2 separate regions of the Sus scrofa genome follow, and region 2 is linked to region 1. Evidence: chromatin contacts called from public Hi-C data. All regions are on one chromosome and are shown on one strand. Each heading gives the region's core, a stretch centred on a gene start, on an enhancer-like site or on the middle of the called end of the contact. The rest is flanking DNA. Distances are from core to core; before and after follow the strand shown. Region 1 overlaps SLC16A12 (monocarboxylate transporter 12). Region 2 holds the start of SLC16A12 (monocarboxylate transporter 12).

Region 1 (6,949 bases), core at 4,308-6,807:
TCCTAATAAGGTACAGCTCTTGGTATTACTGGGTATAGTTTGTATCTGAGTTCACCATGAGCTCTCTGCATCCTAGTCATCCTTGCTTCTAACTTCTTCTACAAGAGGGAGGTGATCCTATGAAAATCCTCCATACAACTCGGAAAAAGGAACCTCTTTAGATTTCTAAGGCATCCTTTTGGTGGGGGGGAGGACCATCACTGTTGTTGGTGTGTTGCTGCTGCCGTTATCCCAGACACAGGCTTTGCAATGACCCAACAAATGAAAGCCAGCTTGCATTCAAAGCCTCACTGAATCCCTCCCACAGCTTGCCAGTTTGGAGGTGAAGGGTTTCACCCCCAAGCCCTTATTAATACGTTGTATAGGCATGGCATTAATTCAGAAAGGAACTTGAAATTCTGCTGGACCAAATTGTGGTACCATGATGCCAAGCTGCACCGATGCTGAAGAGCAGGTACCCAGATCCCCTTCTGAATGACTCTATTTCACGTGTCTGACCCCCTGAGCACAGTACCTGGCCCACAGGCAAATGTTCACAAAGTAGTGGCTGCCGTAATGACGGTGATATTCATCTATGGAATTAAAATGTTGAGGAGTCCTTTCATCGCACCATCCTGGGCATTTCCTTTAAACACCCAACTAGTTGGTCAGATGTTATTTCCCGTTAGAGGAACGGGATGGTCGAGCCCACTCAGAGGAATCTGACCCTTTGTACAGATCCCACAGAGCACCCAGCCTCCTTCCCCACCGGGTGTGAAAAGAGTCCCTGGTGGCTGTCCATGGACCTCTGAAGCACCAACCGTTGGCAGTGAAAGGGTATGTGTTCAGCCTACAGCTTCAGATTTCATCCTTCAGTGTCTTTTTGACCTGCAGGGGTTCATTCAGTACCAGGAAGCCACACACCTCTCTCTGGAACATTGTGTACTGACTATTTTGGGATCTAAGACCTTTGACCTGCTGACTACAAAAGTAACTTTTCCTCAGGGAGGCACATCATCCATGTTCAAAAGCAGGGGAGGAAAAAGAGAGACAAGGCATTAAGGAGGCCTCAGTTTTAAAAGTATTCATTTCCTTTTCTCTTTTTGTTTCTAGGCATTTTTCTATTACAGGTCACAGTCACATAATGGGCATGTGTATTTGACTCTCTTCTTTGTTTTTTCTTCCCCAGAAATATTTTTTTTTCTTTTTCTTTTTGCCTTTTCTAGGGCTTCTACCAAAGCATATGGAGGTTCCCAGGCTAGGGGTCTAATCAGAGCTGTAGCCACCGACCTACGCCAGAGCCACAGCAACACCAGATCTGAGCCACATCTGCGACCTACACCACAGCTCATGGCAACGCCGGATCCTTAACCCACTGAGCGAGGCCAGGGATCGAACTCGAAACCACATGGTTCCTCGTTGGATTCGTTAACCACTGAGCCACGATGGAATTCCTCCAGAAAGATTTAATGATGCTTTTATGACTGAGGGGAAGGGGAAGGCCATTTCTCTGTCTTGGTGGACTTTTTCTTTCTTTTTTAATTATTTTTAAAAAAATAAGTAAGCCGTATGGGGCTCTTCCATACACCCTCAGACCCTCCTTCGTCAGCTTGCTGCCCACCAACCCCCCATCTTACCCAGAGAAGAGAATGAGGAGACCAGGAGCTTATTGATTAAAAACTCTTTTGGCTGATTGCCACGAATGTCAGAGATTCCTGCCTCTGCTTTAGTGTACTGCACATATGGGGAAAATGCTGCTTGTTGCGTTTTTGTTTTTAACTGATAAGGCCATGTTTCTAGGAATGGGTTGCCAAGGAGTATACATTCCCAAGGTACTTTTCTTCTTTAATCCATTCAAAGGATGAATTAGGCCCAGGACAGTCACTGATGTGCAAGCCTGTATTATAGGTGTGTAGACTGATGATTCTTTTGAAACTGTTTCCACTTCAGTTTATTTCTTTAATTTCCCAAGCGTACACCTGCTGTTGTAGTCAGACCACTGTCCTTTCTGCAGGGAAACACTGTGCAGGAGTTCCCGTCGTAGCTCAGCCATAACGAACCTGACTAGTATCCATGAAGACACAGGTTCGATCCCTGGCCCTGCTCAGTGGGTTAAAGATCCGACGTTGCCATGAGCTGTGGTGTAGGTCACAGGTGTGGCTCATATCCAGCATTGCTGTGGTGTAGGCTGGCGACTGCAGCTCTGATTTGACTCCTAGTCTGGGAACTTCCATATGTTGTAGGTGCAGCCCTAAAAAGACAAAAAAAAAAAAAAAAAGAAGCACTCTGACTGTGATGGCAAAATCTCTCTAGACATTGCCAGATGTCCTCATGGGGGGGCCAGATTTTTCCTGGTTGAGAACCACTGGTTTCCATGGAACTGCTTCCTTCCTCTTCTGGCTCTTGGCTCCTCCATGTACTTCATGGCAGAGAATGGCTCCCCCGCCTGGCTCACAGCACCTCCCAGCTCTGGCCTGACTCAATCCCCATTCCCAGTTCTAAATGTGTAGAGTCTCAGAGTCTGGTTCAGCCTTTGGTTGGTTCCTTTGGATTGGGTGGGGCCTCCCAGTTCAGTGAGCTAGGCCAGGGAGGTGCAGATCTGGTAGTACTGACATGGCCGTAGCCCTCTGTGCTCCAGGGCTTGCCCTTGGATTGTTCTGATTGATGGAGCTGGATTCCCTTGAAACTGAGCTGGACAGGATTTCTAAAAACATTTTATAAGGCTGTTGCCTTCTCAAACATGGCACACTGAACATGATTGAACCACAAATGAAATGTATATAACTTGTGGAGATGGTACAATGCAGTGCTTAAGACCACAGTCTTTGGCACCAGGCTGTCTGGGTTCACTTTCGGCTGTGCCACATGCCAACTGTGGCTTGGACAGACTGTTTAATCTCTCTCTGCCTCTGTTTCCTTATCTAGAGAATGGCAGTAACAACAATACCAGTTAATACTTGTTTATCATTTACCACATGTGCCAGGCACTCTTCTAAGTGTTGTTAGTTAACTTGGTAGATTCTTACAACAACTGCGAGTCAGAACTCTTTTCAGAAATCCTTAGAACCAGGTGTTTTGTTATGGTTTGTAGAGCATATATTTGTAACCCTCCAACAGGGTTGGGGTGGTGGGGTGATGGGGGGGTACCCTGTGATTCACTAATTACAAATCACGCTGTCATAAAAATAGTCCACTAAGAAATATAAATAAAAACTATGAGTGTTTGGGTATAGCCACAAAATGAATAGTAACATATGGAAAATGTTTGGTTTTCAGATCTTTTGGGAATTGTACACTTTTTTGTCCATCCCCATTTTATAGAAAAGGAACCTGAGATTCAGAGAGACTTGGTACCTTGACCAAGGTTACAGAGCTTAAAGTGCAGAAGCTACAAAAAAAAAAAAAAAAGAGAGAAAAAAAAAAGAAGTTCCCATTGTGGCGCAGTGATTAACGAATCCGACTAGGAACCATGAGGCTGCGGGTTCGGTCCCTGCCCTTGCTCAGTGGGTTAACGATCCGGCGTTGCCGTGAGCTGTGGTGTAGGTTGCAGACGCGGCTCGGATCCCGCGTTGCTGTGGCTCTGGTGTAGGCCGGTAGCTACAGTTCCGATTCGACCCCTAGCCTGGGAACCTCCATATGCCGCGGGAGCGGCCCAAAGAAATAGCAAAAAGACAAAAAATAAAAAAATAAAGTGCAGAAGCTGAGGTGGGGACTCAGGCAATTTGGTGACAAAGGACTGTCTCTTGACCCCTGGTGTTATAATACTTCATATATCAGAGGGCTGTCGTGAGTATTAATTGAGTTAATGTGTGTAAAGAAACACTAAGAGCAGGTACAGCACATAGTGAATGTTATTTAAGCATTGATTATTATCGTGATTTTTTTTTTCTTCACTCTAAGGGGTCATTGAGATTTATTACCATAATGGTTGATAGTGCAGTGTTGCATGCAGGGTCCATTAAACAGTGCTTCCTCCTTTTCATGGAGCCAGACGTCAAAAATCATGATATTTCTTAGCCACCTTGGGGTAAACCGTGAGTCTGTTCCTGGCCTGGGCACTGGCCAACTGAGGGAACCTGTTGTGGATGGAATGTTTGTGTCCCTTTCAAATTCGTATGTGGAAGCCCTGACCACCAGTGTCGCTATTAGCCATTTGGAGATACGGCACCTAAGGAATTAATTAAGGTTCAGTGAAGTCATAAATGTGGGGCCCTTTCTAATAGGATTATTGTCCTTATAAGAAGAAGCATTAGAGAGCTCCCCATATCTCTTTCCACTGGCCAAACACCACCCCCACTACTCCCTACACCTGCCAAGGAAAGGCCATGTGAGGACACAGCAAGAAGGTGGTCATCTACAGGCCAGGAAGAATGCGCTCACCAGAAACCAGACTTGTCAGAACCTTGCTCTTGGTCTTCTAGTCTCCAGAACTATGAGAAATAAATGTCTGCTGTTTAAGCCTGACATTTATTATTTTGTTATGCAGCCTGAGCTGACTAATACAGATCCCTATCCTACCTGTAACCCTGTCCAGCAGTTGGGAAACTCTGGACTAAGACATGTTGATGCATTTCCCTCTACACCAAATGACTCCAAGCTGCTGAATTTCCTGGCTCTTTTCTTTTTTTGTCTTTTTCTCTTTTCATTTTTGGTCTCTCCTACTGCCATTAGACTTTTTACTTTTTTTTTTTTTGCCATTTCCAGGGCCACTCCCATGGCATATGGGGGTTCCCAGGCAAGGGGTCTAATCGGAGCTATAGCCACTGGCCTACACCAGAGCCACAGCAATGTGGGATCCGAGCCTCATCTGCAACCTACACCACGGCTCACGGCAACGCTGCATCCTTAACCCACTGAGCAAGGCCAGGGATCGAACCTGCAACCTCATGGTTCCTAGTCAGATTTGTTAACCACTGAGCCATGACGGGAACTCCGCCATTAGACTCTTAACAATGACCTCACACTTGCTTACAGATTTGTGTGTGACAGCTTTTCTCCCTCACTGTGATTATAGCTTTGATTATAGCTTATCATTGGTGGGCATGAATCTCATAAAACCAAACTTTTTAGTGTAGAAGACGCAGTTAAAAACAGACTGGACTTTGAAATGTAGCCTTTGGCCATTTACCAGCCTTTGTTGCTGTGTTCTTGATTGGTTGTGTTCTTGAGAAAAGAGAAGCCAAATAAATTAAATGTGTATTATTTAACATTCTCTTCTACGTGAGACTATGGGGTTAAGATTGATTAGAGATGAAACTGTACTTTTCAATCTTATACTGAATTTCGATTTCAATTTCAGTATTAATTATTTTCAATTTCAATATTAATTGTTTTGTAAAAATCAAAGTGTTTATTTTATATTCTCATTCTAAGATCCTAAAACTATTCGGTATAAGTCAAACCTCTATTTTTATCCTGAAAATATTAAGTAATACGTTCTTCTCCTAGCCCTCGGCGAAGGCAGTTTTGTCATTGTCAGCATTCTCTCAAGAAGTTTATCAAAGAAAAGGGAGCAATATCCTTGAGCCTAAAATGCCATGAAAGAGAACATGGGATTCACATTCTGTCTAGTACAGTTGCCCTAAAGTGAACTTTTTCATTCCCTGTTATTTACTCATCAAATATTGCATCACTTTGTAAGAGGAAAACAATTTTGAAAATTATAGTGAAAGACCTCACTGGAATAAATTTCTTTATTTTACACACACACACACACATTCACTTTTTTGGAGGAAAAAAATCCAAACTAAATTCTGTCAATGGGATTGTTTCCTTAGACAGCCTTAAAACATTATTTTAAACTTTCTCTTTTTGCAGATAGATTTCTTGTTTCCAGCCTGTGGGGCAGAACAGAAATGAGGGGTAACTTTTAATCCACATATAAGAGTGTGGTCCCAGAGTTCCCATTGTGGCACAGTGGAAACGAATATGACTGGTAACCATGAGGTTGCAGGCCTCGCCCACTGGGTTAAGGATCTGGCATTGCAGTAGCTGTGGTGTAGGTCACAGAGGAGGCTCGGATCCTGCGTTGCTGTGGCTGTGGTGTAGGCTGGCAGCTATAGCTCCAATTAGACCCCTAGCCTGGTAACCTCCATATGCTGCAGGTGTGGCCCCAAAAGGAAAAAAAAAAAAAAAAGAAAGAAAAAAGAAAAAAAGAGTGTGGTTCCAAAGCAAAGCCCTCTTAAGTATGCCAGGAGGATAAAGTCTTGACAAGCTTAAATGAAGAAGGCAAACATAACCATGGATGGTAAATGTGTAAATGTATAAATGACAAATGTCAGCTCTATCAAATGTATAAAAAAGCGTATAGGAATTGATGTTGAATGGGAAAAATAAAATAGGAAGACACGCTTAATTACAACTATGTAAAAGCAGTTTTATTACTTTTTATAAGAAGGTTATAAGAATATTCCAAGAAGTTCAGAAAATACAGGAATAAATCATTCATAACCTTACTTTCCTCACACTACTATTTTCTGTTTCTCTGCATTTCTTTCTCATTTTGTCCTTGTGTGTATGTATGTTCTGTAGTTGTATTCATAGCTTGTATTTTTTTGTGTTCTGATTATGAATTCACCCATCAGCATTGGGTGACTGCTACAGTCATCATAATTGGCACTTGTAAAGGCTTTATAATAATCCATGGGTGGGATGTAGCGTTTGTGTAATACTTAGGAACAGTCACTAAAATGGGAAGAGAACATGAACACAGATATGTGATATACAGATATTTGCCTGCAAAGAATTTCCATGTGCAATTCAAAAGAACCAACCAAATACTGCAAAGCAGTGAAAACTAGTTTAATGTTCAAAGAGCATAGCATTTCTTGGATTTATTTCTTCTCCCATCATTTTCTCTTTGCCACTCTCCCTCATTCAATTATTTAGCTCTTTTGTATTGTCCCTTTGTCATAAGAGAAAATTGACATTTGGGTCTCTGCTCAGCTTCTTTTCTTTTGGACACTCTAAG
Region 2 (7,136 bases), core at 2,068-4,567, 48 kb before region 1:
TCATAAGAAGTAAAGCGATAAAAAAGGAACCAAAGAAGACAGTTAAGAAACTGGGATCTAAAAGGTGCCCACAGGAAGTGATCTTATTGAAGAAGTCAGAAGAAAAGGAATTTGAGAAGTTTACTCAGAACTCTGTTTCTTGTTGTCTGGGGAAGAATTTCACAATCTCCCATTCTATGTACTGGCCTCATTTGCAGAACCAACAGCATAAAATACTGGCATCTTTTTTTTATGCTGTTCGTTGTTATCCTTAGAATCCTTATTAGCCATGGAAGTGCACTTTTAAATTCTATTTAAGCAAAAGCCTTAAGTTTCCATCTGCCCACCCCCAACCTTCTGGTAGCGTCTAGTCTGACGGAGACACCCCAAATATTACTTATCTGGAGCCAATGTTCTCGTTTCTCTCTGCTGAGTCCACACATCCTTGTTTGACCAAATAACAGGAACAAACAATTCCTTCCATAATGGATGTACCCTAAGGTGTCATGCTTCTGAGAATCTCATCTGTAAATTGATTCTCCTGAACCATGGTGCAATGTGATTTTAGTTAACACACTTGTTATTTATTGCATACAAATGGTAGAGATTTGACCAAGTATGCTGTGCCTCCAGGCCAAAACAGTGCACGTAGTGCCCAGCTCAGAGAAGAGAAGAAGAGCCCCGGGAAGGGAGCACAGCTGTGGTAGCTGAGGGAGTTCCCATTGTGCCTTGGAGGAAACAAATTTGACTAGTATCCATGAGAATGAGGGTTTGATCCCCAGCCTCGATCAGTGAATCTGGGAGCCAATATTGCCGTGAGCTATTGTGTTGGATTCCATGTTGCTGTCGCTGTGGTATAGGCTGGTGGCCATGGTTCTGATTCAACCCCTAGCCTGGGAATTTCCACATGCCATGGGGGTGCCCCCCCCCAAAAAAAAGAAAGGAAAAAAAAAAGGCAGTTGAAGTACCAGAGTGGCTGACAACATCGGCCAAAGGTTATTTAACTGATATTAATGCAACTGTAGTACTGGGTCACCCCAACTTTTTAAAATATACAATGACTATTAATACTAATACTGGTTAAGATTTTTTGCACATTTCCAATGTGCAGGGCATGGCATTCAGTGCATTCTATGCATTATCTCATTTTGAGTCTCACAAGGACTCAATGGCCTAGGTTTAATTATCACCTCCTTTAGGTGCCTTAGGACAGATGAGATTCTGACTAGGGAATTTGGAAAGGCTGAAATATCTGGGCTCACCTTCTCACTCCAATCCTGGCATCTAGGCACTGCTGTCCCATTGAACTTCCCATGATGAAGGAAATGTCTTATATGCTGTCCAGTATGGTAGCTACTAGCCACCCATCAGTACAGGGCACTTGAAAAGTGGTTATTGCAATAGACTAGCACTAAGAAACAAACACACAAAAAGCCTGAATTTTAATTAAAATTTAAATGTAAACAGCCACATTTTTATAGCCATTTTGGACTGTGTAAACATTTCCATCATTGCAGAAAATTCTTTTGGATAGTGCTGTTTGGGAGAAATGTTGCATTTCCTCCTTCTTCCCTGGTTGGGTTCCAAGACAAGCAGGAGGGTTTCTCCTCCCCTTCCCAGATCCTCTGACCCTCCAGCCTCAGAGAATGGAGGTTCCTCGCCTCATTCCATCTTCCCCTGTTCTACCTCCCCATGGTACCAGCTTGTTCAGCAGCCTTGGGTGGGGGAGGGGGCAAGGGAAAGGCAGATGGGAGTAACCTTCTTTATCAGGCACTATCAGCACGAGCATCAACAATCCACAATTAACTCACCTCTCAAAAGATGAAAATCATTCTGCCAGAGATAGGATCGGCCGAACCTAATCTGAACAACGCAAACACACAGCATTCAGTGACCTAAAAGAAATGCTTTGGGGGAGTTCCCGTTGTGGCTCAGGGATAATGAACCCGACTAGTATCCATACTAGTTAATCCAGTGTTGCCATGAGCCACAGTGTAGGTTGAAGCGCTGATTCGACTCCTAGCCTGGGAACTTCCACATGCTGCAGGTATGGCCCTAAAAAGACAATAAACAAACAAACAAAAAAAATAAAATAAAACAATTGCTTTGGGCTTTGCTAGAGCCCCTATAACTAGTGACTTAGAAGGAAGAAAGCCTGTGAAGTTTTTTTCTATTCTTCAAAACTTTTTAAAGGAACTAGTTGTCCTACATTATTTAAATGTAAAGTGGGGCTTCTTTGCCACCCACAACAATGTTTAACTAAGAGAAGAATTTTTCTGACTTGCAAAGGTATTCAAGCCTTTAACCTAAAGACCTTCACAGATGAGAGCCCGGAGCTCACCACTGCCTTAATATTTTAAGTCCCTTTTGAATGTTAATGAATTCTTTTACAAGCCATATTTGCTAATTCTTCTGTGTGTTTTAGACCAACTTCACTAATCATTACTTACAAGTAACCTAGAGGATTTTGCAAGTGAAAAGAGGACCTCGATCCAGATTTATAGTGAAAGAGCAGGAGAAGGAGGAGAGAGGAAGGGACAGAACAGCCAGAGTGTAAAATGAGGAAGGGCTTTGGTAGTCTATTTTAAAAATACCCTAAGGTATTATGTGGCCACTGAGCAGCACAATAACTTTCTAGCCCCCTTCTCAAATTTTCCAAAAGGTCGAACTCATTTTGAAACTTTGACATACAACCGACTGAACCACCTACGGATTCTTCTTAGAAGCCTCCTGGGGTTGGGCCTGAGGTTTTGCATTTCAAGCAAAGTCCCAGATGATGACAGTGAGTAGCAACCATGTCGACCCCAAGAAGTTAAAATCAGACGTAGTCAGTTCCGAAGCCTTTGCTCCTGACAGGGAGCCTAATTTACAGGAAGGTTAGCAGGGCACCTGTCTACCTGGGGTGCCTCTTGGTGGTCTCCGGTAGCTCCTTCGTCAAGCCAGGGAGACAGCTGACTCTAAGGGGAGTAGGGCGAATCTTCGCACAATCAAGGGCAGTACCGTTTACTGGGGGCGTGTAATCTGCGCCTCACTCATTTTAGCCTCAGCAACCACAGGAAGTGGACAATTACTATTGCCGTTTTGCAGGTGAAGAAACTGAGGCTCAGAGATTTAAGTAACTTGCCTAAGGTCCCGAGGTTTTCAGAAACACTGAATCTAGGTCCACCTTACTCCAAGAGACGGTGTTTTAACGCTTGGCGGCCTGTTTCCTGTGCTGTGAAACGGGACGGGCTGGCTAGCAGAGACTAGACCCCTGCCAAATACACCTCAGGGAGCCCTTGGATGCCTTCTCCAGAGCTCGCTCTTCGACCCTGCAGGGGAAAGTTCTTTTTGAGAACACTGGCCCTCCACTGCTCGCCTGGGTCGCGGGCACGCACCGCTGTTCCCCGAGAGGGTCGGGCAGCCCCCAAGCGAGTTGGCTCGGGTCACAGCGGGCCGGTCTATTACATAACCGCGGGGCGGCCCTCCTCCCACGCGCCCCTCACCACTCTCCAGGGCGCCGGACGTAGTGCGGAGCCCGGTGATAAGTCCATTCACCCGAGGGGCAGAGAGTCCACGGCATAGCTGGGGGCGCTGAACTTGCCGGTGCATTTCCGGGGGAGTCGAGCACTGCAATTCTCCCCTCCACGCTCTCCGCCTCCCGCACGGCCTGCGGGGGACCCCCAGCTCCTGCCCCGCCCGTGCCTCCGCCCCGTCGGCTCCCCGCCCTTCCGAAGCGCGGACCGCGGAGCCTGGGGCTGGGGAAGGGGCCACCGCGCGGGCACGCGGCACGCTGGGTGCGCCCCGGGGGCATGTCCGCGCGCCACCGCCCGGGCTGCAGCGGTCCACGCGAGGTGAGCATGTGGCGGGGCCCGGCGGGCAGGGGAAGGGCGGACAGGGGGTCTGCAAGGTCTGGGCGGGCAGCGGAGCACTGGAGCCTGGCCCGCCGGGCTGCTGGGGCGCAGTCTCCTGGCCGGCCACTCTGGCGCCCGGATCCCCAGCGCGGGGGCCGGGGATCCCCCCGGCTCACCCCCTGCCTGCTTCCCGGCTCGGCTGTGCAGAGGACGCAGTGGCACAGGTGACCTGGGCATCCTGCGCTTGGGCGGCGGGCTCTAGGGCTGGGTGGGCGGAGGTTGGCTGAGGGCGCTCCCTTGGCTCCCCTCCGCCCCCGCGCCCGGAGACGCTGGGGGAGCCCGCCAGCGCAACCCGGTCCCTCCAAGCGCCTTTTGGGTCAGGCGGGAGACACGTGCCCACTGGCCCCGACTACGTAGGGCCGGCCCTCGGGCAGTTTCTGGGCAGGTGGCTGGAGAGGGAGCGGCTTTGATCCTCATCTCCTGGGGTTTCCAAATGCAGACTTCTCAGGCAGGGGAGACTGCCTTTCTTCTGGATTACGTGTCCAGAGTATCTTCTTTCTATCTTTTTAACTCTTCCTCATGTCCCTCATGGGGAGGGGGGGGGCAAAACCTTCAATTGACTTAATTTCTGTGTTGCTTCTTGACCTTAAAGAAAATCAGTGATATCTGTAGTGCAGACTCAGGGAAAGGTATTCGTGGCAAAATTTAAAAGCACAATTCCAGCAAGTCCTGGGCTATTTGGTTAGCCTTTGGGTTTCACAAATCAACTTTCTGAACCTCTTGTAACTTATTTTTTTCCTTAAAAACAAACAAACAAACAAAAAACAAAGTGTTGAGTCAGTTGGGACCTGGTAGGACACTGGTTTAAGCCTTCCATTCTGAAGGGACTCAGAATTAGTTCAACTTAATGTTTCCTTTGCTCGAGAGCTGGGCATTCTGGTGGCTCCATCAGCTTAACCCAGGAGGAAAGTCTTCAGACTTCCAAATTTAAAACCACACTATCTCCAAGGGTATCAGAGATCACCATGTCATGCCAAACTAGGCAGATGGCGTTTGACTCTCCCGAGGAGTGATAAGTGACTGGATTTGGTCACTTAGAATAACAGGATTTTGGGGATTGTAAAGGTTTTTAGAGATCATCCAGTCAAACTCTTCAACTCCAGCCAGGGAAGCTGAGTTTCCTGCAAGATTTGGTTAAACTCATTAGTGATGGAGCCACACCAGAATCCAGGCCCTCTCTCTCTGACTCAATTCATTTTTCAAAGCATGTTGCTTCTAGGCATTTTGAACAAAAATGATGACTAGAATCACTTAATCATATCATTTTCCTGTTCTTATTTTTTTCTTTATCTGTCTTAAAAAAAAAAACTGGTGGGATTCTGAAATAGATGAGAGGTTAGTTAAACCACTTTTGTAGTATAATTAAAAAAAATACAAACCCATAATTTTATATAATACATTCCTCTTATGAGAAGATGAATATGCAAATACATCCCAGGTGACCTTCCAAGAGAAGAAAAGTAATCAAAACAGTTGGACAAAATTTACCCTCATCCCTCCTTGGAGTCTCTTCTGATTTTTACCTCCCTGTGGTGATGATTGTTTAGAGTTAAAAGTATGATTTGTGACTTTGGAGCAGGCTTGAGAAAAGTGGCTTATATGAGGACAATTTGTCTGTTGTGATTAACACCATGACCTATAACAAAGCTGAGAAAGGAATTTCAAACAGACTTATTTAGCGTTTTAGTAGTACATTGCCTTTTTAAAAAACTTTTTCAATTTAGTTTAAAGGTATTTATTGAATGCCTGCTATATGATCAGTGCTGTTCTGTTCACTTGAGTTTTGTCAGTGAACGAAACAAAGACCTTTGATCCTATGGACCTCAAGTTACGGTTTTCACTAGAACTTTTCCAGGGTTTTGTTTGGCAGAGAGAAGAGAATTTCAGTTTTGTTTAAAGTAGGGAAATGACCATAAATATTCCAAATTATCTTCCTTGGAATCCGGTGATTTTGCTGATTTTATAATCGTGGAAAATTCAGATAAAGTTATTTTGACTTTAACGAACAGATGGATGAGAACTCTACATGAATAGAAGTTCCCACGTTTGGTTATTTTATGTATGTTCTTTTGGAGTCCCTGAAATTACATTTCCTTTGGTGCAAGGACCTTGTTGTGACATCAAACTTAATGAAGCCTGAGAGGATTAGTTTTCTCAATAGTGTTGGTGCCCCCATGTCAGCGTTGCAGACTAAAAATTGTATTAGTTTTAAGATGTAGCTTCTTATTTATTTATGAAGATGCTGATCTGCTTTTATTTTGTCTCACTTTACATTTTGTCCCCCCCCCTTCCATATTAATAGACAGCCCAGCGTTGTGACTTATTGGTCAATCCATTACCACAGAATGGATTCTTTTTAATCAGACATTTTAAACATTTTCTAATTCTCTCAATTGCTTTTATTTTCAAAGTGGCATGGTTTGCAAGCTTAGGCATGTTTATTGTTTTTAACAAAGGCTTATCAAAATGAACTTGGCAGTTTTTCAGTCGCATACAGCCAAAAAAAGTATTCAGTGCAGCTTTTGCGGTTGTTTATGCATTCCTTACCTAACCAATTGCTTTGCTTTTAAAAATCGCAGATTTGGAATCTCTGTTCTTATGAGTACCTTTCTAGAATATCGAAAAACTCACTCAGATGGTCTAATAATTTAATGGAGAAAAACCAAACCCACACTTGAAGACATTGGAGATTTTGAGCATAAAGATTTTCTGTCTGTTTTTAATTTGTTTGACATCAAAGGATATCAGGAAATATCATTATCTAACCATGTCCTGTTTGAAAGTGATCTCTGTTAAGCGCTTGGGGGAGAGTCATGTTTTCCGATAGCTGCTAGGCACCCAAAGGAGTTGATTTTCTTCCTTTGCCTACCACTCTGCCCATCAGATTCTCATCCCTCCCACCCCCCTTTTGCTGCACATTGAAGAGGCGTGTTGCTGTATAGCCAGGTGGCAATTTACACACCATTAATTAATAATTTAATCAATGTGCTCATTCGTTATTTACTTAATAAATATTTATTGAACTTCTCATTTCAGATTTGTGCAGATTGTGGCTTGCGCCCTCTTTTCTTGTGCCGGTGGTTGTAGGGGATGTCAAAACACAAAACCTATTCTGAAGCAGCTTAGGCATCATATGGAAGAAAGGACATTATGTAACTAGCTATATAATACCAGTTATAACCACTGTAAGCGATAGATAATTACTTTGGAAATTAAAAGCAAGGAGAGAGGACACGCAGAGGAGTCAAGGCTTAGGGAAGATTT

Evidence for each region. A called contact is a pair of places that touch in the nucleus more often than the background predicts.
Region 2: a contact with region 1 is called in a Hi-C map of liver, with 4 times the contacts expected there. The contact joins the promoter of SLC16A12 here to the enhancer-like site in region 1. A contact is called at or near these places in 2 of 5 promoter capture datasets (both in liver), 8 of 47 Hi-C or Micro-C datasets (embryonic fibroblasts, fetal liver, liver and 1 more) and 1 of 2 datasets of contacts at active chromatin or transcription factors (skeletal muscle).

Annotation. Positions count from the first base shown.
Region 1 is chr14:101,319,034-101,325,982 of Sscrofa11.1, reverse strand. All of the region lies in intron 1 of SLC16A12 (monocarboxylate transporter 12), which reads left to right. Among named protein-coding and RNA genes, the nearest start is that of SLC16A12, 46 kb to the left of the region's middle. Within about 2 kb of position 5,557, at least 2 of the 83 cell types and tissues checked have an H3K27ac peak or open chromatin away from gene starts, as enhancers often do. A contact at or near this core is called in liver, where this site is marked.
Region 2 is chr14:101,364,531-101,371,666 of Sscrofa11.1, reverse strand. It overlaps SLC16A12 (monocarboxylate transporter 12), which reads left to right and starts at 3,317. Exons shown (of 7, transcript XM_013983535.2): 1 at 3,317-3,812. It overlaps LOC110256785 (a long non-coding RNA gene), which reads right to left and starts at 3,156. Exons shown (of 3, transcript XR_002338770.1): 1 at 1,242-3,156.